4 separate regions of the Sus scrofa genome follow, and regions 1, 2 and 4 are each linked to region 3. The links are chromatin contacts, called in public Hi-C and HiChIP or PLAC-seq maps. All regions are on one chromosome and are shown on one strand. The core of a region is the stretch at or near the end of the contact, and the rest is flanking DNA. Distances in the headings are between cores, read along the strand shown. Region 1 overlaps FGGY (FGGY carbohydrate kinase domain-containing protein). Region 2 overlaps FGGY (FGGY carbohydrate kinase domain-containing protein). Region 3 has its middle 120 kb from the start of JUN. Region 4 overlaps FGGY (FGGY carbohydrate kinase domain-containing protein).

Evidence for each region. A called contact is a pair of places that touch in the nucleus more often than the background predicts. HiChIP or PLAC-seq counts read pairs in DNA pulled down with a chosen protein or histone mark.
Region 1: a Hi-C map of subcutaneous adipose tissue shows a contact between it and region 3, with 1.7 times the contacts expected there. The contact joins two enhancer-like sites. A contact is called at or near these places in 5 of 47 Hi-C or Micro-C datasets (mesenteric adipose tissue, psoas muscle, retroperitoneal adipose tissue and 2 more) and 2 of 2 datasets of contacts at active chromatin or transcription factors (alveolar macrophages and skeletal muscle).
Region 2: a contact with region 3 is called in an H3K27ac HiChIP or PLAC-seq map of alveolar macrophages. The contact joins two enhancer-like sites. A contact is called at or near these places in 2 of 2 datasets of contacts at active chromatin or transcription factors (alveolar macrophages and skeletal muscle).
Region 4: a contact with region 3 is called in an H3K27ac HiChIP or PLAC-seq map of skeletal muscle. The contact joins two enhancer-like sites. A contact is called at or near these places in 2 of 47 Hi-C or Micro-C datasets (liver and skeletal muscle) and 2 of 2 datasets of contacts at active chromatin or transcription factors (alveolar macrophages and skeletal muscle).

Annotation. Positions count from the first base shown.
Region 1 is chr6:152,815,046-152,820,080 of Sscrofa11.1, reverse strand. The region is part of intron 14 of FGGY (FGGY carbohydrate kinase domain-containing protein); the gene reads left to right. Among named protein-coding and RNA genes, the nearest start is that of HOOK1, 110 kb to the right of the region's middle. Within about 2 kb of position 3,015, at least 19 of the 83 cell types and tissues checked have an H3K27ac peak or open chromatin away from gene starts, as enhancers often do. A contact at or near this core is called in alveolar macrophages, mesenteric adipose tissue, retroperitoneal adipose tissue and 1 more, where this site is marked.
Region 2 is chr6:152,848,764-152,853,745 of Sscrofa11.1, reverse strand. FGGY (FGGY carbohydrate kinase domain-containing protein) reads left to right here. Exons shown (of 16, transcript XM_021097811.1): 14 at 3,603-3,697. Among named protein-coding and RNA genes, the nearest start is that of HOOK1, 140 kb to the right of the region's middle. Within about 2 kb of position 2,800, at least 24 of the 83 cell types and tissues checked have an H3K27ac peak or open chromatin away from gene starts, as enhancers often do. A contact at or near this core is called in alveolar macrophages, where this site is marked.
Region 3 is chr6:153,560,195-153,565,408 of Sscrofa11.1, reverse strand. No RefSeq gene overlaps it. Among named protein-coding and RNA genes, the nearest start is that of JUN, 120 kb to the left of the region's middle. Within about 2 kb of position 2,983, at least 76 of the 83 cell types and tissues checked have an H3K27ac peak or open chromatin away from gene starts, as enhancers often do. A contact at or near this core is called in alveolar macrophages, liver, mesenteric adipose tissue and 3 more, where this site is marked.
Region 4 is chr6:152,975,482-152,981,230 of Sscrofa11.1, reverse strand. All of the region lies in intron 7 of FGGY (FGGY carbohydrate kinase domain-containing protein), which reads left to right. Among named protein-coding and RNA genes, the nearest start is that of FGGY, 230 kb to the left of the region's middle. Within about 2 kb of position 4,215, at least 11 of the 83 cell types and tissues checked have an H3K27ac peak or open chromatin away from gene starts, as enhancers often do. A contact at or near this core is called in alveolar macrophages, liver and skeletal muscle, where this site is marked.

The sequences.
Region 1 (5,035 bases), core at 1,766-4,265, 750 kb after region 3:
TAAAAAAATAAAAATCTTTAAAAAATTAATAAATAAAATTTTCAGAGCGGGAAAAAAAGAAGGAAATGATCTAGAAGGGCGAAATCCTGAGATGACATTCATGGGAGTCGAGGGCCGGGAAGGGACACAGGCAAGAGAATGGGACACACAAGGTTGCACTCCATGTATCTTCCACACACACCCATGTGTTACACATGTCTGTCCTCTAAAATCAAGTTAAGATGCACAGAAGGCAGAGGCAAGACCCCAACCATCTTGGCACAGTGGGTCATTTATTCTTCAGTGCTCTCATCACACAAAGCAGACCTTGGACACATTCTTTCCCACACATGTTCTGACTCTCCTTTGTGTGTCCACCTCCCAGCAGACTGGAAGCCTGCTGAGAGCAGCGTCTATGTCAGAATCATGCTTCAGTCATTTTCCTTTCTTGCATCCATTTATTCAACCAATGTTTCTTGAGCGCCATCTGTGTGCCAGCCCCCTGTGCTAGCCCTGTCTCTCCACTCACAGTCAGAAAGACTCAGTCTTTGTTCTCAAGTTTCTCTACAAAATTGCAGATATGGTAACAATTGACGAGTATACTACAGCATGCTCTGTGCTGTGATAGGTGGGTGATTGCACCTCACCCAGCCTTCAGGAGGCAGAAAAAACGTTCCAAAGGAATGACAGTTGAGCCAGGGCTTGGAAGTGTTAACTGAACAAAAGTGTGTGTGTGTGTGTGTGTGTGTGTGTGTGTGTGTGTGTGTGTGCGTCTGTCTGTCTGTCTGTCTTGAGGGGCTGAGAATGGGAGGGAAGTGTGTAACGAATTTTAGATCTTGTGAACAAAAGATTCAGGAACCTAACGGTGAATTCATTGTGTCTAAGATGAAAATGTAGATTTGCGTGGTAAAATGAATGAACAAATTAATGCTTTTATCTACACACATTATTAGGGCAGCTCATGAGACAAAAATATAAAGCCAAAAGGCATTTTGTTAATTCACCTTGGTAAATCACTATTCCAAATTCTGCCCATCACTTCCCTGTAGGCAGACTCTTACAGAGATCCATATCATTATGAAAGACTTGCTTGCCTAGTAGGTTATTCAGTGATTTCCTTGGAAAGCAAGCTAAGCAGTCTATGGGGGACTGGACATGTCCAAAGCCCAAAGGCTAGCCCATTGGTCAGCAATGACTTTCCTGAACATTGCTTGGATGAGAGCTATGGGAAGGGTGAATGACTGAAAAGGATATCAAAATCTCAAGGCTGTGCATAGAAGGGAGGGTGGCTACTAGTCTGTTCCGGTGCCAGAGGCTGATTGCTGTCTTGAAAAGTAGGGACTCTGGTCTTTACTCTAATTGTGGTGTGGCATTAGCAAGTAGTGGTGCTCTAACCTGTACAGCAGAGTGGCCACAGGCAATGGCTAAGGTCCCTTCCAGCTCTGGAATTCTAGGTTCGTTTTAGTTCTATAACTGAGGAGAGGGAGGTGGTGAATGCTTATGGGCATCAGCTCTGTAGGAGGGTACTCACTCTTCCTGAAGCATGGGCAGCTCCTGGCCCCAAGCGCTCTGAGAAGCTGTCCTAATCTGCCATACTCATGGGTGGGTTCTGGCTGTCCACCACCTGTCTTCCTGCAGAGCCACGAGTGACCACACTCCTGCTGTCTGCCTCCTTCCCCTGTGTCTGTTCTTCGACAGTGATCTGAGAGGTGGACTGTTCCTGATGTAGCCTTTCCTTGGAGTCCATGCAGGGAGCCTCTGGTCTGCTGTCTTCCCTCCCCGCCTCCTGCTCTAAAGCCATCCCGCAAGCATTCAGCTCTCAGGCCCTCGATTGACCACCTGTGTGGCCTTGGTCAGGGTTCTTAATCTCTCTGTGTCTCAGTGTGGATAGTAAATAACCTCCTGTGTTATTTGTAAAGATAAATGAGATAATCCATATAAAGCGATTAGAACAGTGTCGGGCATATCATAAGTACCAAGTGCATTGCTGCCTGCCTTCCTCAAATACCTGCTGCCTCGTTCTCAGATGAGCATTAGGGATGCTGAGGTATACAGAACCCTGTCTGCCTTGAGGAGTCCTGTCCCTGCTGTTTACTGAGTGTCTCCTGTGAGGCACACACTTTGCTTGGGTTACCTCATTGAGTCCCCACCACAATCTAAAGTGGTGCTTACTCTTCTCAGAATTCTTCTCAGACTGCAGCCCAGAGACCAGAGAAGTCATGTGACATTCCCTGTGGCAAGCAGTTCACAAATGGTAGCAGTGGAATCAGAACTCAGGTCTCTCAGGCTCCAGATCTAGTGTTTTTCACCCACCTCACTCAGGCTGCCATTGCCTGACTTGTTTCGAAAGGAAAAAAAAAAAAGCAGCAGCAGTGCATCGTGGGAGTGATCATATGGGAAATAAACTCTCCTTCTCAGGGCATCCGCTTCCAGCTTTCAGAAGTGGGGGGTGGGAATGGGCTAGGCTCAAGAGCCCAGCTCCCAGCAGTCCTTGCTTCTACCCATCTGAAAAGGATCCGTCTTTAAAAGCAAGGAGCCAGAAAAAATAATTCATACTAAAAACAAACTCTGTCATGAGTCATTTGACTTTGCTTTCCCCTGAACACATAGTTTATGTCTTGGGCGAGCTAAGGCTAAAGGAACATCTGATATGTTTTAGGCTAGCAGAGCCATTATTTTTGGAGCTGTACGTCCAATCTGTGCCCATTGGACCCCATGGTTTAAATCAAGTCTTCTGCTCAGGAGACCCGACAATTTGTTATTGCTGTTGGAGTTTGTTTTGGGGTTTGATTGTGTATGAGTTTTACCAAGGTGACAAGAATCTCTTTGTTCAGTGATTCAAAAGTTCTCAGGTGGTGAACTAACCTAGGCAGTGGTTATTCTGAGTCAGCACATGCTGGTGAGGACTGTGTGTAAACCCACATGTGTTCAGGTAGACGAGCCCCTTCAGAAATGAGAGGGAGAGAAGAGGGGAGGGCAGTTTCCAAATGAGCTGCTTTCTTCCCATCCGCAGAGGAGGGAGACGCGGCCCTGGGTCAGAGTATTTCTCAATCCTGCGCGAACAGGATGTAACCCCGAACACAAGGCAAGTGTCTCTGTCTCTTTGGCTGACTCGCTTCTCTTTAGATAGTGAACAATGGTAGAAATACACTTACACTGTAAAAACGCAGACGACATAGAAATTCAGAGTAAAAGGCAAAAGGCACAAGCCTCTCCTGATCCCAGAGGGAATCGTTACTGTCTGTTTTGTATGTCTTCTTCACCTTGTTAATGCATTCACAGACATATGTATGGGAGCGTCTAGGATCATAGTGTGCAAATTGCTCCACAAGGTTTTTTTTCACTTATTAGCTGTCGGGAGGATGTCAGTGCATATAGAGCCGCCCTATGTCTATTACCTGTGGGTGGTAATTCCAGAGTCTGCATTTATAAAAAGTTACTTAACCTATGTCCTATTGATTGACATTTAGACTGTGTTTGGTATCTAGTTTTGCATATGGCAATGCCAGGATCATCCTGGGTATGGTTCTTTACATACATGTGTGAAGAGTTCTCTTGGAGAGATACAAAAAAATAAAATTTCTTCTGGGAGGATTCGTGCGCTTGAAATTGTCTTAGCTATGGCCAAAATGCCCTCCATAAAGGCCAGCCCAGTTTGTATTTCTGCCAACGGTGCCCCTCTGCCTTTGCCAACACTGCGTATTGTCAGTCGCTTAACATTTTTGCCAAAGTCTTGGGCAGAAAATGACTGCTTATGTTCTTTTCCTTTGCCTCTGCCCTGTTGCTAGTAAGAATGAACATTTTCTTTATATCCTCGGTCTGTCATCTGTCAATGGCCTATTAAGATCCTCTCTTCATTTTCCTATAGGGTTTTTTGTCTTTCTTTTGCAGATTTAGAGGAGTTCTTCGTGTGCTCTGTACCTCAGTCCTTTGTCGTATATATTGAAGTTTTTCTTGTAATAGGATCCTCATCATCTACCTTTGCTTATAGTGTCTTATCCAGAAGTTTTCAATTTTCCTTTACTGACATCTGTGAATCTCTTTCTTTATGGCTTCAAGATTTCTTGGAGACTTTCCCTATAAACTATTTCTTTTCCTGAAGCTATGTTTTTCAGAATAATAACATTTTAGACCAGAACACACCAGGCTGGCAGGATGGTCTCTGTGTTTATGCAGACATTCCTGGTAATTTCACCATTAATTACGGGGAAATTCTGAAACCATATGGATCAGTCATAGGCAAATGAGAGGCAGTCGGGGACTAGCTAGGAGCTTGCAGCCTGAAGTCATGTATATGGGCCTTGGACCAACCACACCTAGGCTCCTGTACTTGCACTTGATTTGAGGAACATCATTTCGCTGTTCTGAGCCTTAGTTTATTTCTCTGTAAAACGGAACAAATCACAGTTTTAAGGGTTTAACATCTCCTTTGTTTCTGCCTACTTAATACATGTTTATTTCTGCCCCTCCTGATAAAAGATCTCCCCCCCACACACACACATTTAAATGTAATCAGTCACTTAAAACTATTGACTTCTATCTCTTCTGAGGATTTTGTAGCTGCATAGAGGAGTCACAGCTTTCCCCAGAGTCTGAGGCAATTTCCTCATGATGCATCTCCATGGGCCTAAAGGAAACTAAACACCTACACCATTGCTCAATGCTGGAAAATTCTCCAGGGTGGCTGACCCTTTTTGGAGGAGAGGAGCCAGGGCTCTGGGGGACTACTCCCGTCCACGTGAGTGGGGAGCTTTTGGTAGTTCCTGGATTCACTGAGCCTCCTGCCTGTCCTGAGACAATTCCTTCTCATTTGTTTTTTGTTTTGTTTTGTTTTTGTTTGTTTGTTTGTCTTTTTAGGGCTGCACCTGCGACATATGTAAACTCCCGCGCTAGGAGTTGCAGTTGAGTCTACACCACAGCCATAGCAACACAGGATCCGAGCCACATCTGCGACCTACACCACATCTCATGTCAACATCAGATCCTTAACCCACCGAGCAAGGCCAGAGGTCAAACCCTTATGGATACTAGTCCTCATGGATGCTGGTCAGATTCA
Region 2 (4,982 bases), core at 1,551-4,050, 710 kb after region 3:
TTGTACCCTAGGCATTTAGTTAACTGTGGTTTTAAGAAATATTTTGTGTGTACTAAGTAATTGTAGGTTTCCCCCACTGACTTGGGACTCAATGTTCCTCCTAAATTTTGTTTTGTTGAATTGTGGCGTTTCCATAGGGGTTTCCCTCTTCCTGTCTTATTCATTATTTCAGTCGTTTAGGCCTTCATGTATTCATTCCAAAGCCTTCTCTGAGCACCAGCGCTGAGCCTGGCATGGGCACACAAAAGAGAAGAGGAATGTCCTGCCAAGAGGGTCATTACAGACAGCAAAAGTGCTCTCATGCTCTGACCACTGTCCAGAGAGGATGGGGGACCCTGAGGAAGCCGGTGTCTCTGAGTTAGATCCAGGCAGAGCCAGATGACACAATGCAAACTGGATTAACTGGGAAAAAAAAAAAAAACGTCAAACGAATGGTCTATTGACAGAGGTGTGGGCAGAGTAGAGGGAAAATCCAGCCAGCAGGCAGTACCATGGGGCTGCTCTTAGACTGACCGCTCAAGACTTGCAGGGGCTGGTGTGACAGGGAACCAAGCTGAGCGTGAGGGGCTTTATGAAAAGGGCCACCTGACTGGAGGAGAGCTCGGTCATGGATGCAGCCATGAGCCTACAGAGGTGGTCCACACAGACCAGTGTCCCAGGACCCAGAACAGGTTGTGTTGCTGAGAGGGAAGGAGATGGGGATAACTGAGATAAGATAAACATTAAGAACCACAACAGCTAATTCTGTGCTTCCTGGAAGCCGAGCCCTCTTTTAAGTGCCTTATTTACAACAGCACTTTCAATCCTGCCAGCAACTCTGTGAGATAAGTAGAATTTTAACCTCACTCTGGAGATGGGAAAACTGAGGCACAAGAGAGGTTAGGTAGCTCACCTAGGATCACACAGCCAAGTCAGTGAGCAAGCCAGAATTCAAACCCTGGCAGCATGGCTCCAGAGCTCTTAGGGCCGCAGCTGGAGAGCTGATGGGGATTTACCCAGTTCCTCTGTTTTTCTGTTCTGGGGGAGAGTGCTGTGAGTAGTTCCTACCTGCTCAGACTAGTGAGGCTTTGACAGGGCAAGGAGTGGCCGAGGGTGAGCAGCATGTGCCGTGCTTTCTTCTAAAAAGTCCCAGGCCCTTGAAGTTCCTTCTGTGGCTCAGCGGAAACGAACCTATGAACCTGACTTGTACCCATGAACATGCGAGTTCAGTGACTGGCCTCGCTCAATGTATTAAGGATCCAGCATTGCCATGAGCTGTGGTGTAGATCGCAGACACGGCTTGGATCTAGCATTGCTGTGGCTGTGGTATAGGCTGGCGGCTGCAGCTTTGATTCGACCCCTCGCCTGGGAACCTCCATATGCCAAAGGTGAGGCCCTAAAAAAATAATAATAAAATAATAAAAATAGGGAGTTCCTATCGTGGTGCAGCCGAAATAAATCTGACTAGGAACCATGAGGTTGCGGGTTCGATCCCTGGCCTTGTTCAGTGGGTTAAGGATCCAGCGTTGCCATGAGCTATGGTGTAGGTCACAGATGTGGCTTGGGATCTGGCATCGCTGTGGCTGTAGTGTAGGCTGGCGGCAGCAGCTCCAATTCAGTCCCTAGCCTGGGAACCTCCATATGCCAAAGGTGAGGCCCTAAAAAGACGAAAGACAAAAAATAAAATAAAATAAATAAAAATAAAAAGTCCCAGGCCCACAGGATGGTCACAGTCCCTCTCCCGTCTCCATGATCCCTGGACTCTGCACAGGCTCACAGTGCTCTCTCCTGATGCGGCCAGCATAGCGCTTCAGTGTGTCCTGGTGTCTCTCCGGCCCCCTCGGATGGTTGACGCGCTCCCACCCCCTCCTCTCCCCACTGGCCCACTTCCCCGCTCTAGAAGGGCTTCGCCCCTCCCTGAGAGTCATCTGAACAGTGGCCACCACCATTCTCAAGGGCTTATCATAGGCCAGGAAATGCATGAAGCACCTTATGTGCCTTTTTTCATCCACCTTCTCAGCAACTCTCTTCTCAGCCCCATTTTTCACAGGGAAACCAGGTCTAAGAGGGTGTGAGTGACTGGCTGAAGGACACAGGGCTGGTCTTCGCATCTGAAGCTTTTCCCAGAGACCCCACCCCAGCTGATACCTGTCAGCCTTGTCTCCAGCAGTGGCCCTGTGGTATGAGGCTGGTGTTCCTAAGTCCCCTGAGATATGTGTGGGAATTCTCTCCCCTGTCCCCTTTGTCTGGGGTGGCTGGGGAGGAGGATGAGGAGGATGTGCCAGGGAGGTCTTCCTAAAAGAGATAGGAAGAGAAAATCCAGTCTTGGGACAACTGATGTCTTGAGAAGAGGAAGATCCTCCAGGTCTGGCTGCAGAGTTTACCTCTGTGGAGTTTGCTGCCATCTCCTGATTAGCACATATATTTATATTTTTATGTATGTTTTCTTTCATACACACACACAAGATACTCAGAACCCTAAGTTAGTCCTATTAACTGTAAGCCCATGAGCCCTCAACCTCTGGGAATTGGCATGTGGAGTGTACCTCCATGCCTGGTGAACCCCTCCCTACGCATCCTCAAATACCTGTTTAATCCTGAGCATCCCTGCTTGGACCCTGCCCCCATCTCAAAAATTCATTCTTTCATCATGTAAGTACTTGCCCTGTGCTAGATCCTGGTCTCCCTTCTGGATCCAGCAATGGGCAAAATAAAGACCCTGCCCTCATGGAGCTTATATTCTACTAGGGGAGACAGAGAGTAAAGAGGATATGTCATAACATGGGGAGGAAACAGTGAAACAGTGTGTGGGGGTGAGGGGTGTCGTGGGTAAGTTGTCATTTCATGTCGAATGGTCAGGAAAGCTGCAGGGGGATGGGCATGTTTACACAGACTTGCAGGAAGGAGAGGGTGTTGTCATAGGGACATCTGGAAGGAAGCACCCCAGACAGAGGGGACAGCACAGGCAAGGGCCCCGAGGTAGGCTCAAGAGAGAGCAAGGAGGCCAGGCAGTGTGGCAGTGAGAAGAGGAGAGGCCAGTCAGGGTGGAAGAAGTGACACCCATCCTGGAGGGCCTTGTCAGCCTTGGCAGGGGCTTTGGCTGGTGCTCTGAGAGAAATAGGAAGAAATAAGAAGCCTCCGGAAGAATTAATCACACCCTCTCTTACGACTTCCCTTTTCTTAGTGCTTCTCAGTTGCAGACCCAGCCCCTCTGCTCGGCCTTTATCTCTTGCTCATCCATCCCCTTTGAGACCTGAATATGAATAGCAAGACACCCTGTATTCTCTGGGCTTAGCAGGGCACTTGATCAGTGTTTGTTGAACTACTTGAAATGGTAGGTAGCTGCTAGCAGAAGCCTGGAAAACCTGGGCAGAAAGGTCTCCCGAGTTGATGTATATGGTGTTGGCTTCTGGGGGGCCCTTGGCTACTGCACCAGCAGGCAGAGGCAGTGAAATCCTTTAGAACCAGGTAATCCCAAAGAACAGGGAACTGCAGGGGTCAGGGAGGCCCCACCCCCGCTGCTGCCTTTACATCAGGCCTTTGTGCTGCTGGAGCTGCTGGCTGGCTCCCCACTCTATCCCTGGCCCTGCTCCCTAACCAAGGTGTGGCCTTGTCCTGTGCAGGCATGCCTGTGGTCCTGTCGCAAGAGGTGGAGTCTGTTCTTGTGGGCGCTGCTATTCTGGGGGCCTGTGCTTCGGGGGATTTTGCTTCTGTACAGGTAGGTGAGGACCGAGGGGTGGGCCATGGCCCCTCCCCTGTCTGGGGCTATCCTTCCTCTTGACAGCAGCTCATGTCTTGCAAAACACACACAGGATATAATTAAGAAATGATAGGTTCCAGCCAGGGAAAGCACAAACACTTCTAGCCTCAGACATATTTATTGCAGTTTTCATTTGACTTGGCCTCTGTTGCTGTTGGTCGTTCTGTTTTTCTGTTGGTTTTTTTTTTTTTTTTTCTTTTTTTTTTCCTCCTTTAAAATAGCTTTTAAATCGTTTCATTTAAATTTCCTCTTGGCCATTTTTCTTTTAGTACGTGGAACAGGTAAGGTTCAAAACTTAAGTTTTTTCATGTCAATTTCAGACTTATATGTCCTTCTTTCTTCTCCACCCACCACTTTCCAAATACCTTTGAGGTCTCTTTCAATAAGAGACACAAATGAAAATGTGAGTAAAAAGGGAATTAAAAGAAAAAATAAGGAACAAAAATATAAGAAGAAGGAAACAACTCAATTGGATGATGGCACAGACAATTTGAGCTTCCTGGCAGCCAAGACAAAAAAAGAACACATGATAAGTTGCATAATTCTTATTTTCAAAAAGAGGAAACATACTAGTTTCTTTGGGAGACGGAGCTTTTCCTACCACCAAATTGCAAAAGACATTTCACATCACACGTGGATTTTATGGAGGGAAATTGATAACATTTAACAAAAGGTTTACAAAAAAGTAGAGAAGCAGTATAGCTCAAGGCTGAGCACACAGGCTGTGGATCAAACCTCGCTTGGCATTCCACTCCCTCTGTGACCTGAGCATTCTTCTCTCTGCTCCGTTTCCCTATCTGTCAGTATAATCAGTAGCACGTTATGAGCTCTTTCTCTGGGTCAGGAATGCACGTTCAGTCCCACAACAACTCAGTTATTCCCATTTTATAGTTGAAGAACCTGAGGCGAAAAGAAGTTAAATAACTTGGCTTATGTTGAAACAGCTAGTAAACACTAGAACCGAGAAGTCTGGCTCCCAAGTCATAACTGAGAGTTGAAGAAATATTGGTTCGGCTGAGCAGTAAGAACGGAAGTGACTGGCGCAAGGTCTCAAGGTCAGGGTTAGAGGCCAGGTTTTTCACCAGTACCAGTAATGAGAGCTCTATGTATTGTGACCCTCTTAGGTACCAAGAACTCTTCAGGGTACTTTTTTTTTTTCTTTTTTCTTTTTTTTTTTTGGTCTTTTTGCCTTTTCCAGGGCCACTCCCTTGACATATGGAGGTTCCCAGGCTAGGGGTCTAAT
Region 3 (5,214 bases), core at 1,734-4,233:
CCTGGCACTGCAGGAACTCCCCTGTACCAAGCATTTTTATAAAACATTGCTCTTTCAATTCTCTGAACAGCCCATTAATGTGTTCTTTGGCTGGTTTAAGATCTATCTTCTCCAGGCACAGCAAGGTTAGGAACTTGTCAGAAATCACACAGCTCCTGAGTGGTAGAGCTGGGACTTCAACCAAAACAATTTGATTCCAGAGCTCATACTCTTGAATGCTGACCTATACCTACCTGGTTTAGCCCTCCCAAACCCAAGACCTTATTATTGACTATTATTATCAGAACTCTTTTCCAGGTGGAAACTAAAAGCTCAGAAAAGTAATTTCCCCACATAAACTATATGCAGATCCATTTGAAATCTGTGCTCCTGGGCAAGTCGCTTTGCCCATCTATCCATCCATCCATGCATCCATCCATCATCTGCCCATTCATTAATTCAACAGGTAATGGCAAGAGCTTATTTTGTCCCAGAGACTGTCATGTCCCTAGAGATGAAAAGATGTATAAAATATGGCCCCTGCTCTTCAAGAACTCATCATCCAGCAAGGAAGGGAAACACCTAAACCACAATTAGAAACATGATTGCAGGATGAGAGGCACCTAAGAAGTCTATAAAAAGAGCTCTGGGGACTTAGAGGAAAAAGTATCCAATTGCTTAGTGAAGTAAAGCAAGGAAAGCTCTAGAGAGGAGACATCACATCAATAACTATATGCTCTCCAGGTAGAGAAAGGGTGGGGTTGTTTAGGCAGAGAGAGCATCAAAGGCAACCCGTGATATAGTATGGTAACAGCTCAGATAGTGAGTGCCCAGCACCTGCTTTCAGGGCCCTGTTTATAATTCCCACCACTCTGTGAGGCAGGTACTTCTGTTTGGACCACTTTACCAAAGAGGAAACCCGGGCACATAGAGATCTTGCCTGTGTGCCTAGGATCACACAGTAACTGGCCCATGATAACTCCAGATGGCTAGTAAGGAATCTAGTTGGAATTCAACCCCAGGCAGTCTTGCTTCTGAGCCCATACTCTCAGCCACTCTGCTCTGAGTGTTCAGGGGTGCATGGCAGGTAAGGAGACTGGCCACATAAGTAGGAATTAGGTCCAAAAGGTCTTCTTTTCTTCATAAGGCCTTAGATGTTCGTGATCTAAGGGTCCTGGACTTTATGGAATCCGTAAAAGTAATAATGCCATTGTACATTATATGTGTATGTAGGTGTTTTTATGAGTGCAGGTGTGTGTGTGTGTGTCAGAGAGGGCCATCCAACTTTCTGTATAACGAGGCCATAAAGAGAAATGGTGCATCAACTTTCTTTGCCTTTGACTGGAACTCTATCTGGTCGCTGTGAGGCTTCTGGGTGTCATGTTCAGTGACATTCTCTTGGCTTCAGGGCCAAGTATCTGAATTCTCATTCCCTGTCTACATCCCACACCAGACTGGAGAGCCCCTGAGGACAGAGCTCCCATACTGTCCCCCAGTACGCAGCACAGTGCCTGGCACAAGCAGTTGCTTAGCAAATAAATTTGTTGAATGAACGACTATTTGTTGGATGAACTCTGGGTCTTTGGTTAATAATTTATGTAGAAAGCAAATAAATTAATTGCGAGTTAACCAATCTAGTTTGGTCAATAAAATCTTTCCCACTGTGCAATCAATGGGGTAGGAGGGAAGAACATAAGGGTCTTTTGAAGAGGAACAATGTTGGGATTATTGGTCTAGATCAGTGGTTTTAAAAAGAAAGCAAAGCTGTACTTTTAAAACACTTGCCACCAGGGGTTTTGATTCAGTGGATCTGAGATGGAGTGAGCTTCCCAGGTGATTCTGAGATGACCAAGTCAGTAGTACCTGGCTCTGGCAAGTACGGGTCCCTTTCTGTCCTAATTTTTCCTTTTTTGTCCCCATCTCACTCAGCTTGTGCTTGACACTTTGAGTAATGGGAGCTTACCACCTCACAAGGCAGGCTGCCCAACCCAACAGCCATACTGATAATAAGCACACCAGTACAGTGACCATATGTAGAGGTTTTTTTGTTTGTTTTTGTTTTTTTTTTTGTCTTTCTAGGGCTGCACCCATGGCATATGGAGGTTCCCAAGCTAGGGGTTGAATCTGAGCTACAGCTGCCAGCCTATGCCACTGTCACAGCAACGCCAGATCCGAGCTGCGCTGCTACCTACACCCCAGCTCACTGCAACCCAGAATCCTTAACCCACTAAGGCCAGGGATCAAACCTGTGTTCTCATGGATGCTAGTCAGATTCGTATCCACTGAGCCATGAGGGGAACTCCTTCTTTTGGATCAGAGGTACTAAGGTACAGATGCTACTGATTCTGGCGGCTAGGTATTATTTACCCCCATTTTATAGTGAAAGAAAGCCAAACTCCTGAGGTTTAGTGGTGCATTCAATGTCTCAGAGGGTGCAGGGCTGGGCCAGGATTCCAGCCACCCCTGGTGGCTGGTTAGCCCACGTGCTTCCCCCCGGGCCTGGAGCAGGTCCCGGGGTGGGGGCGGGGTGACTCCTGGGAGGAGGGGAGGGATCCCGGTCGCCACGTCGCCGGCCCTGCCTGGCTGCACACCGCGCTCCGCCCAGCCCTCGCGGGCCTCCCCATAGAAGGTAAACCCAGGCAGGATCCCATGAGAGCTGGCGGGGCCTGGCGCCCCGCTGGTTTCAGTTTCTGAAGAGCCCAGCCCTGAGCAAACACGGGCTGGGAGGAGGGTTCTGGAAGCCTTCCCAACAGATAGCAGATTAACTCGCTGCTGCCTGGGAGCCACCCACGTGGGGACGGGCTGGGTCACCAGCAAGCGGCCTCCCTGGCAGGCAGACAGTCCCTGCGGGGGGCCGGTCGCCCCTGGCTGCCCAGAGCCACCCGAAGCCGGAGAAGGCACACGCTGACCCGCCAAGACGACCTCGGTGCCAGTTCCAGTCCGGCTCTGGCCGGGACCTCCAGGCTGGGTGACAAGGCTGAGGGACGGCCCCAACCCCACCCTCCAAATAAGGACAGATCTTCCTGCTTCAGCCTGCCTCTCCAGGGCGTTCCTGTTCCAACGTGTACGCAGAACGCTTAGAATGTTTGTTTTCTTTCTGAGAAAGAGGCTGAGGGACATGGCCAAGGCCGGCGTGAACTCCAAACCCAGGGCATTCTCTGTCGGACATTTTTCGGGCCAGACAGACTCGGGTCTGAATACTAGTTCTGCCACTTCCTATCCAGGAGACCTTCGTGTAAATTTCTTCATCTCTCTGAGCCTTATTATTCTCATCTCTAAAATGGGGATAATGCTACCTATCTCTAAGATAGGTTCTGTGGAGTCGATTAGATAGATACAGATTATACATATTAAGTATTTAGTGCCCTCAATCAATGCCAATTAACATTATTATTAATTATATTGTTACTACAAATGACTAATAATGACACTTAGGATTATTATTACTAATGCAACTGGGAGCATGGGTGTAAAAAAAATGGGCTCAATTAAAATTTTTTACTGAGGGAAATAGTTTTATGAGAGGTAAATAAAGATTGGAATAACACTGGGTCGCGAGCACATGATCTCATTTAGTATTCAAACAGCTTCACAAGGCAGGTGTTATTATCCCCATTATACAGGTGAGGAAGCTGAGGCCCCTGGAAGTTAAGTAACTAGGCCATGTCACACACTGTTCATACCTGGTATCCTGGCCTCCGGAGCTCTGTGATGATATTCCCTAAGCCTTAGCTACCTCAAACTTCCCCACCTCAACAAAGGAAAACTCTGGAAATGATAAAAGTCACCTCCTTCAGGCTGCTTTCTTAATTCTCTCTCTCCTCCCCTAGTAGAACAAACGCTCCCTCTTTTGTTCTCCTGGTGCGGGTAGCATGTGACTACACACCCTTGTGGGCTGTCTCTCTTCTCCAGGGAGTGTGCTTCTCAGAGGCAGACACTGTACACTTTTTTGCATGTTGGGAAGGTCTGTACGCTGTTGTTGTTAAGTACAGACTTAGGAGCCCAACTGCCTGGGCTCAAACCCTGGCTCAAATCGTGGCTTTACTACTTGTTGGCTGTGGGCTTGAGTAAGAAACTTAAGTTCTCTCTGCCTCATGCCCCTTATCTGTAAAATGGAAATTAACACTAAAAACAGCCTCATGGGAGTTCCCTGGTGGCCTAGTGGTTAAGGATCTGGCCTTATCACTGGTTCAAGTCACTGCTGTGGCAAGGGTTTGACCCCTAGCCCAGAAAGTTTCCCATACTCTGGGCATGGCCCAAAAAAAAAAAAATGCGTCTTGTGTGGACTTGCTGTTGCATTGAATGGACATTTAGATCTAGATCAATATAGATCTAGATACCCTACTGTGAATCTCTTGAGTGATAGGTGTCCAATGAATGAAGACAAATTGCTAAAGTCCTGAATTTTCCTTGTTAACAGAAAGTGAAACGTAAAAAGACTGTCACTGAGCATGGGTCAGTGTCAAGGGACCCAAGATCTGGTTCTGAACCTGTCTCTTAATTTAATGTGTGGACTTGGACCTATCTCTTCCTCTCTCGGAAGTTATTTTTCTGCCAAAAGAGAAGTTTGGCTCCTATAGGTAGATGGACTTTGAAGGGTAATATTCAATGGTATTAATGACCGGTCCCTTGCCTGTAGGACTTTTACTTGAGTGTGTTCTAAGTTAGAGGTCATACCCAGAAATAAAGGACCAGCTCACCACTGGAAGCACAAACCTCAACCGCTGGTAGGTGATGGCGCTAACCTTGATTATAGCCAGCTTTTACTGAGCATGTACTAAGGCCAGGCATTCGGCAATGTCCCATTGTGGTCCTGTTTATTTTTCTCAAGAACCCCATAAAGAAGGATTACTGTGATCCCTATTTTACAGCTAAGAAAACAGAGGCTTAGAGGTTGGAAGTAGTTGGACAGGGAGTAGAGTCCTTGTTTGTCAGACTCCAGTTCCCTGCTGCCGACAAGAATCCTTCCTAGAGCCTGCTGTTCAATACCCTCTGAGACAAGGAAGCTATTAGCATTCAAGCCTGTCCATTATAAAGCATCTTGAATAGCTGGAAAGGGTAAAGCTGTCATTTTTACATTCGCTTCATGACTTTAGACTTAGACTCAAGGCAGACATAAGGAATTTCCATTGTGACTCAGCATGTTAAGGACCCTACGTAGTCTCTGAGGATGTGGGTTTGATCCCTGGCTTTGCTCAGTGGGTTAAGGATCCAGTGTGACTGCAAAGCCATGGT
Region 4 (5,749 bases), core at 2,966-5,465, 590 kb after region 3:
CAGGGCACAACAGAGAATTACCCAGCCTCAAATGTCAGTAGTGCTGAGGATGGTAAGTCCTACTCTGTACCAGAACCCTTCTGTGACTTTATTTCCTTTCAGCAACTGAGTTTACTTCTGTAAAAACAAACAAAAAATCCAGCATCCAGTAAGGGTCCTACTAATACTTGGTAAACAGCATCCAGGAAGTGTCCTACTAATACTTGTTCAAAATATACTTTGTGAAATCAACTCCTCATTAAAATACCTGTGAGATAAGAAAATCAAGTGGAGACCGCAGAGTAGGGAGTATGCGAATCTTCCTGCCCCTTCTGTCTTACGCAGCATCTAACACCCAACCATTTGACACCCAACCATTTGTCCTCCTTTCAGCTCTTCAGTACACTAGCCTCTCTGCCTTTGCTCCTGCAAAGTGCTGCTCCCCCTCCCCGCTCCCCACCCACACACTCCTACTCAAGTCAGCAGTCAGGTTAAGTTTTACTTCTGCGGTGGACTCTTCTCCAGACTTCACCACTGTTCTTAGAAACCAGGAATCACTCCCTCCTCTGTTTCTGCCACACTTTCACCTATCACAGGTTTCCCACCGAATTGTGTTCACTAGCCCCATCATTCAGCTTAGAACCCAGAGGGTCAGTCCTCTGTGGATCTGAGAGTTAAGAGCGTGTTTTGAAAGATCCAAAATAAGGATTGCTAAATCCAAATAGGGGAGCATTTAAAAATATATAATTCCTAGGCCCTACCTCCCAAGGATCCTGAGTCTGAATGTCTGGGGCTAGGAAGCTGGTTATAGGATGGAAGGTGCCACTTGGTGCCCAGTGGAGATGTCCTGCAGGATGTGTTGGCACTGGGCACAAAGGTCAGAAGTGGAAGTAATATGCAGTGCTCAAGTAGACCAACTGGGTGAGCTGTGCTGAGAAGGAGCCAGGCGCAGACTCGGACTAAGAGCTGGGGGCAGGGAGCGTACCCAACATGAAAGAGGAGGTGTCCAAAGATGCAGACGGTCTGTAAGAGAAGGAGGGGGATTAGAAGACAGATACAGTCTTGCCGAGGAATCTGGAAGGAGAAAAGTGGTGTCAGTGCCCAAGCCGATAGAGGCAAGGACGACTCCGGGAGTTCCTGGATGTGACTTAGAAGGGGAGGGAGTTTGTTAGTGTGATGTGAAGGTTACTGTTTTAGGTTGAGGTTTGGTTTAATGAGAAACACTGCTGCCTGATAGCAGAACAGCTGCGGGAGCCTTGATGAGGGGCAGAGCAGGGATGGGGGAAGGGCAGATTTGAGTATGACATTTCAATAAATAATGAAGTTGGAGTCTAGGTCTATGTCTTTCTGACTCCAGAGTCTATGCGCTTTCTCCTACTTGTCCTGCTAATATATTAATGTATGTCTATATATGTCTGTGCCTTTTCATACATTAGCCTGTAACTACACAAACATATATCTATATCCAAAACGGAAGATAGAGCTTCTAGTTAACATTCTTCTGGGTAGGTGTGTTTTTAGATCCATTTTATGGATGAGAGAGTTGAGGCCCAGTGTGAAGAAGTGAATTTATTTAAAAAAAAAATACTTAAGGACAGCACCGGTGTCTGGGGTTCTCCCAGTCACGGGGAATAAGACGAGGCTTATTAGACCAGGCTGGCTGATTTTTGACTGCATGGTGGAAAGATCAGTAATCCTAAAGTGGATAATAATTTTGTTGATTACTTTTGTTGATTAATGTTGAATTGAATGTTGATGTTATTAAAGTCAGGTGTGGAGTGACTTGCTCTTTTCAAACCACCATCCTGGTATTTTTACCTCTATTAATGGTTGAGCGAGTGGACACTACAGTAGGCAGAGGGATTTGCCCAAGCAGAGGGGATAAGGCAGGATTGGATCCAAGGCTGATCTCTTTCTCCCCACGACTTCACATCTACTTCATGAAGACTTTGCATCCAATAGGGGAAAGTTTTTCCTCCTGAACAGAGCAGAATGTCTAGACTTAGTATAGATTCCTATGCCCAGAGACCCTGACTTCAAGCAAATCTCTGACCAGCTCATCCGCTTCAGAACCTTATCTGGTATCCAGAGGGAATTCATAATCGGAAGTTTCCCCTTATTCTCTCATGGATTCGTATGTGACTGAAAAGATGAGCTTTTGTCTTCTTTTGCTGAACTTGGGAACAAAAACAAAAACACCGGGATAACCCAGCTCCTGGTTCTACTACTGCCAGCCACCTGTTAGGAGCACTTCAGCGCTCCAAGTTCAAAAGGTAGAAGACTGCTGGAAACGTGTTTTGTTTGGGGGCCCGATGTCAAGATTGCACTTGCGTCACTGGCTGCAAGAGTAGGCTTACCCCAAAGATCCACTGTTTTTCATGGCACAGAAACTCAACACATGGTGCTTCACATCCATATAATATCCCTGAGCACTAATGTTTACTTTGGGGCTTGTACATCAGCAGCTGTTGGTGGGAAAATGCACATCTCCAGTTATCGCTTCTTGGCGGCGGCCTCACATCTGAACTGCCGGCTGCTTCCTTATCATCTCTCCACGGGCCTGGTTAATTTCCTTGTTTTCAACTTTCTCTTAACTAAGCATTCATATGAGTCATCATAAAGGGCAAACAGAAAAAAGAATTTATTTCCCTACACTGGGAATCTTGAAGATTGCCTCCTACCATCTTGTGGCCAGGATAACTATCTAGAGAGACTAAAAATAAAAAATGTCTGGAATATAGAAAAATGGTACTGGTCACTAGTTATACCTGAGAGTAGCACCTCCTCCACCCCACCTTCCATAACGCTAATCTTTATCATGCTCTGTACTATGATTCTGATGTCAGAATCTGGCTTCTGAACACAAGGAAAATGAAAAGTCTTGAGGTAATACAACATAGGAGTTCAAATCCTGGTTTGAACACCAATCCTAGTTCCATCTGCTGTCTCTGTGACCTTGGGAAGTTGCTTGATACTTCATGCCTCAGTTTTTTTCCTCTCTGAAATGGGTATAGTACTTGCACGCACCTCATAGAGTTGTTTGAAGAATAAATGAGCGACATTCTGTAAAGCTCTTTAGTGTCTGGCAGTGCCGTGTATATTTAGCTATGATTGATGGGATCTAAACGAATGTGTATTATGAATGATAGAAGTGTTCAAGGCGAAGTCATTCTTTTATTTTAAAAAATACGTGATATTTTCCTTTTATGTGCCAGGCATTGTTGTAGATGTTTGGACATAGTGGTGAATAGAGACAAGTTCCTGCTCCTATGAAGCTTCCTTCTTGTTGGGAGTGTCCATAACCTCCCATAGAAACATACTCATGAATATTTTTATATACACAGTATGCATGCATACAGAGTATGCATGCACATGTGTGCTTGTGTATCCACATATATGTTTATGTGCACATCTGTCTGTGCATGTGTATATGTGTGTGTTTGTGCATATGTGTGCACAGATGTGCCTCTATTGGCATGCTCAGCAATGTGCATGTACGGCTGAATGCTTGTGCATATGTGTTTGTGTACATGTATGTATACCAGTATACATATGTGTGTGTGCATATGTATATGCACATTTGGATATGTGTGTTTGTGCATGTGTGGGCATATGTGTACATGTGTGTATTTGTATATGCATCATTATGTGTTTATCAGGTACTGCTAAGTGTTATTAAGAACAGGTCTGTGTAAAGCAGTAGAGAGTGCCAGGAGTGAGAGAGTGCCAGTACAGAGAGTTCTGGAAAGTTTAATCCAGAGTGGTGACATTTGAGGAAACTGACCTCAATGAAGAGAGGGAACATTTTATGGTATAAGAAGCAAGGTAGCAGATAATTCAATTAGCAAATATGTGTTAGACCCATACTTGGCCTCAGATGCCATGTAGGGCATGGGGGCTGCCAGGCTGAAGATGATCCAGTCTTTTCTCTGGAGGAGCTTAGCAGCTGGTGGAGAAGGCAGACCTGTCATCAGAAAAATCCCATTGTAACCTTCACACTGCCTTTCCCAGATGTGAGGGAAGTGTCACAAGAGCACACGGAATGGATCAACCAGCTCTGCCAGGACAAGTGAGGGAAGCATCACGTAGGAGGTGCAAATGGGACAAGCATTTCAGGAGGCGGGAATGGAAAGTGAAAAGAGTGTGGAAAAGCCTGACTCCATCATGGGTCTTTTCAGTATGGCAAACTTGTTGTGCAAGTATGAGGAAACAGTGAGAGAGGGCCAGGAAATCAGAGCTGTGTACCATGTGTGGATTCTGAACTCCCAGCTTTGCCACTTGTTAGGAGCAAGTTACTTAACTGCTGTCTCAGATTTCCCTTCTGTAAATGGGGATGACAACAGCGCCTCCTCTGGTGGTTGTACTGTACTGGCGCCATTTCCTGACCTGTGTGAGCAATCAACAAGTGTCAGCTCTTCCAGGTCAGAAGCTCAAATGTAAAAAGCCTTGAATTCTAAGTTGAGGAAATTGGATGCTGAAAATCAACCTATCATTCAAATAGCTTCCTTGGCACTGACTGTCGTGTGAAAACTGTCAAGTGTTCTACCTGAAGAATTTGCCTTTGGGCAAGCAGCTAGGATTTGTCATACCAATGGGTGATACTGCAAAGGAACAGATAAAGCAGTAAAAAAAAAAAAAAAACAAAAAAAAAAACCTCATTTTATCTTAGAACAAAAGTTCACTTCAATGGAATGGAGCAGATATTTGTTTTCCCAGGCCCTGGAAATTCAGACATAGCTCACTTGCTGCCAGGGCTTTGCACTCCACCTTTGTAATGTTTGTTACTCAAACTGCAGAAGCATAGCTAGATGGGAAAGTACATTTCTCCATCTCCGACTTCTGTATCTCAGCACCAGGCCTGAGGCTGGAGGATGCTGCTTTTCAGGGTCTCATACCCACTCTGATCTTGGCCACTGTCTTAGTGAGAGGATTTTTGCCTCTGCTCCTGTCTCTTCATCCCATTATCTCTTCTCTTTCTTCAAATCGAAGTAGAGAGTGTACAAAGTCTGCCCAGGCTCACTACAGTCTGAGCTGCTGAATATTCTTCCAGAGCCTTCTAGTATTTCTGTGCCCATCCCTCTGAATATTCCATCTTCATTTTATCGATGACAGTGTCAGATTTTCCCACTAAACTTTCTTCTGTTCCCATTTTGACTAGAACTAGAAAGTACTGTTTGCTAGAAACTGCAAATGGAAAATATAAAGAGAGACAACATGAGAAAATAGATTATTTACATTATTTCCAGTTATCCATAGTAGATTGAAATCATAATATAGATCATCTAAAAAATGAGTATTTTATTTTGAACATAGAATGACATAGGATTTTTTTATTAATTAAGTTTTTTTTAGGATATAGTTGATTTACAGTGTTGAGTCAATTTCTGTTGTATAGCATAGTGACCCAGTCATTTTTTTTCTCATATTATCTTCTATCATGGTCTATCTCCTGATACTGGATATAGTTCCCTGTGCTATACAGTAGGACCCCATTGCTTATCCATGATCCATTCTAAATGTAATAGTTTGCATCTACTAACCCCAAACTCCCAGTCCATCCCACTCCCTCTCCCAACCCCTTGGCAACCACAAGTCTGTTCTCTATATCTGAGTCTTTTTTTTTGTAGATAGGTTCATTTGTGCCCATGTTTTAGATTCCACATATAAGTGATATCATATGGTATTTGTCTTTTTCTTTCTGACCTCACTTAGTATGAGAATCTCTAGTTGCAGTTGTTGCAGATACCATTATTTTTTATTGCTGAGTAGT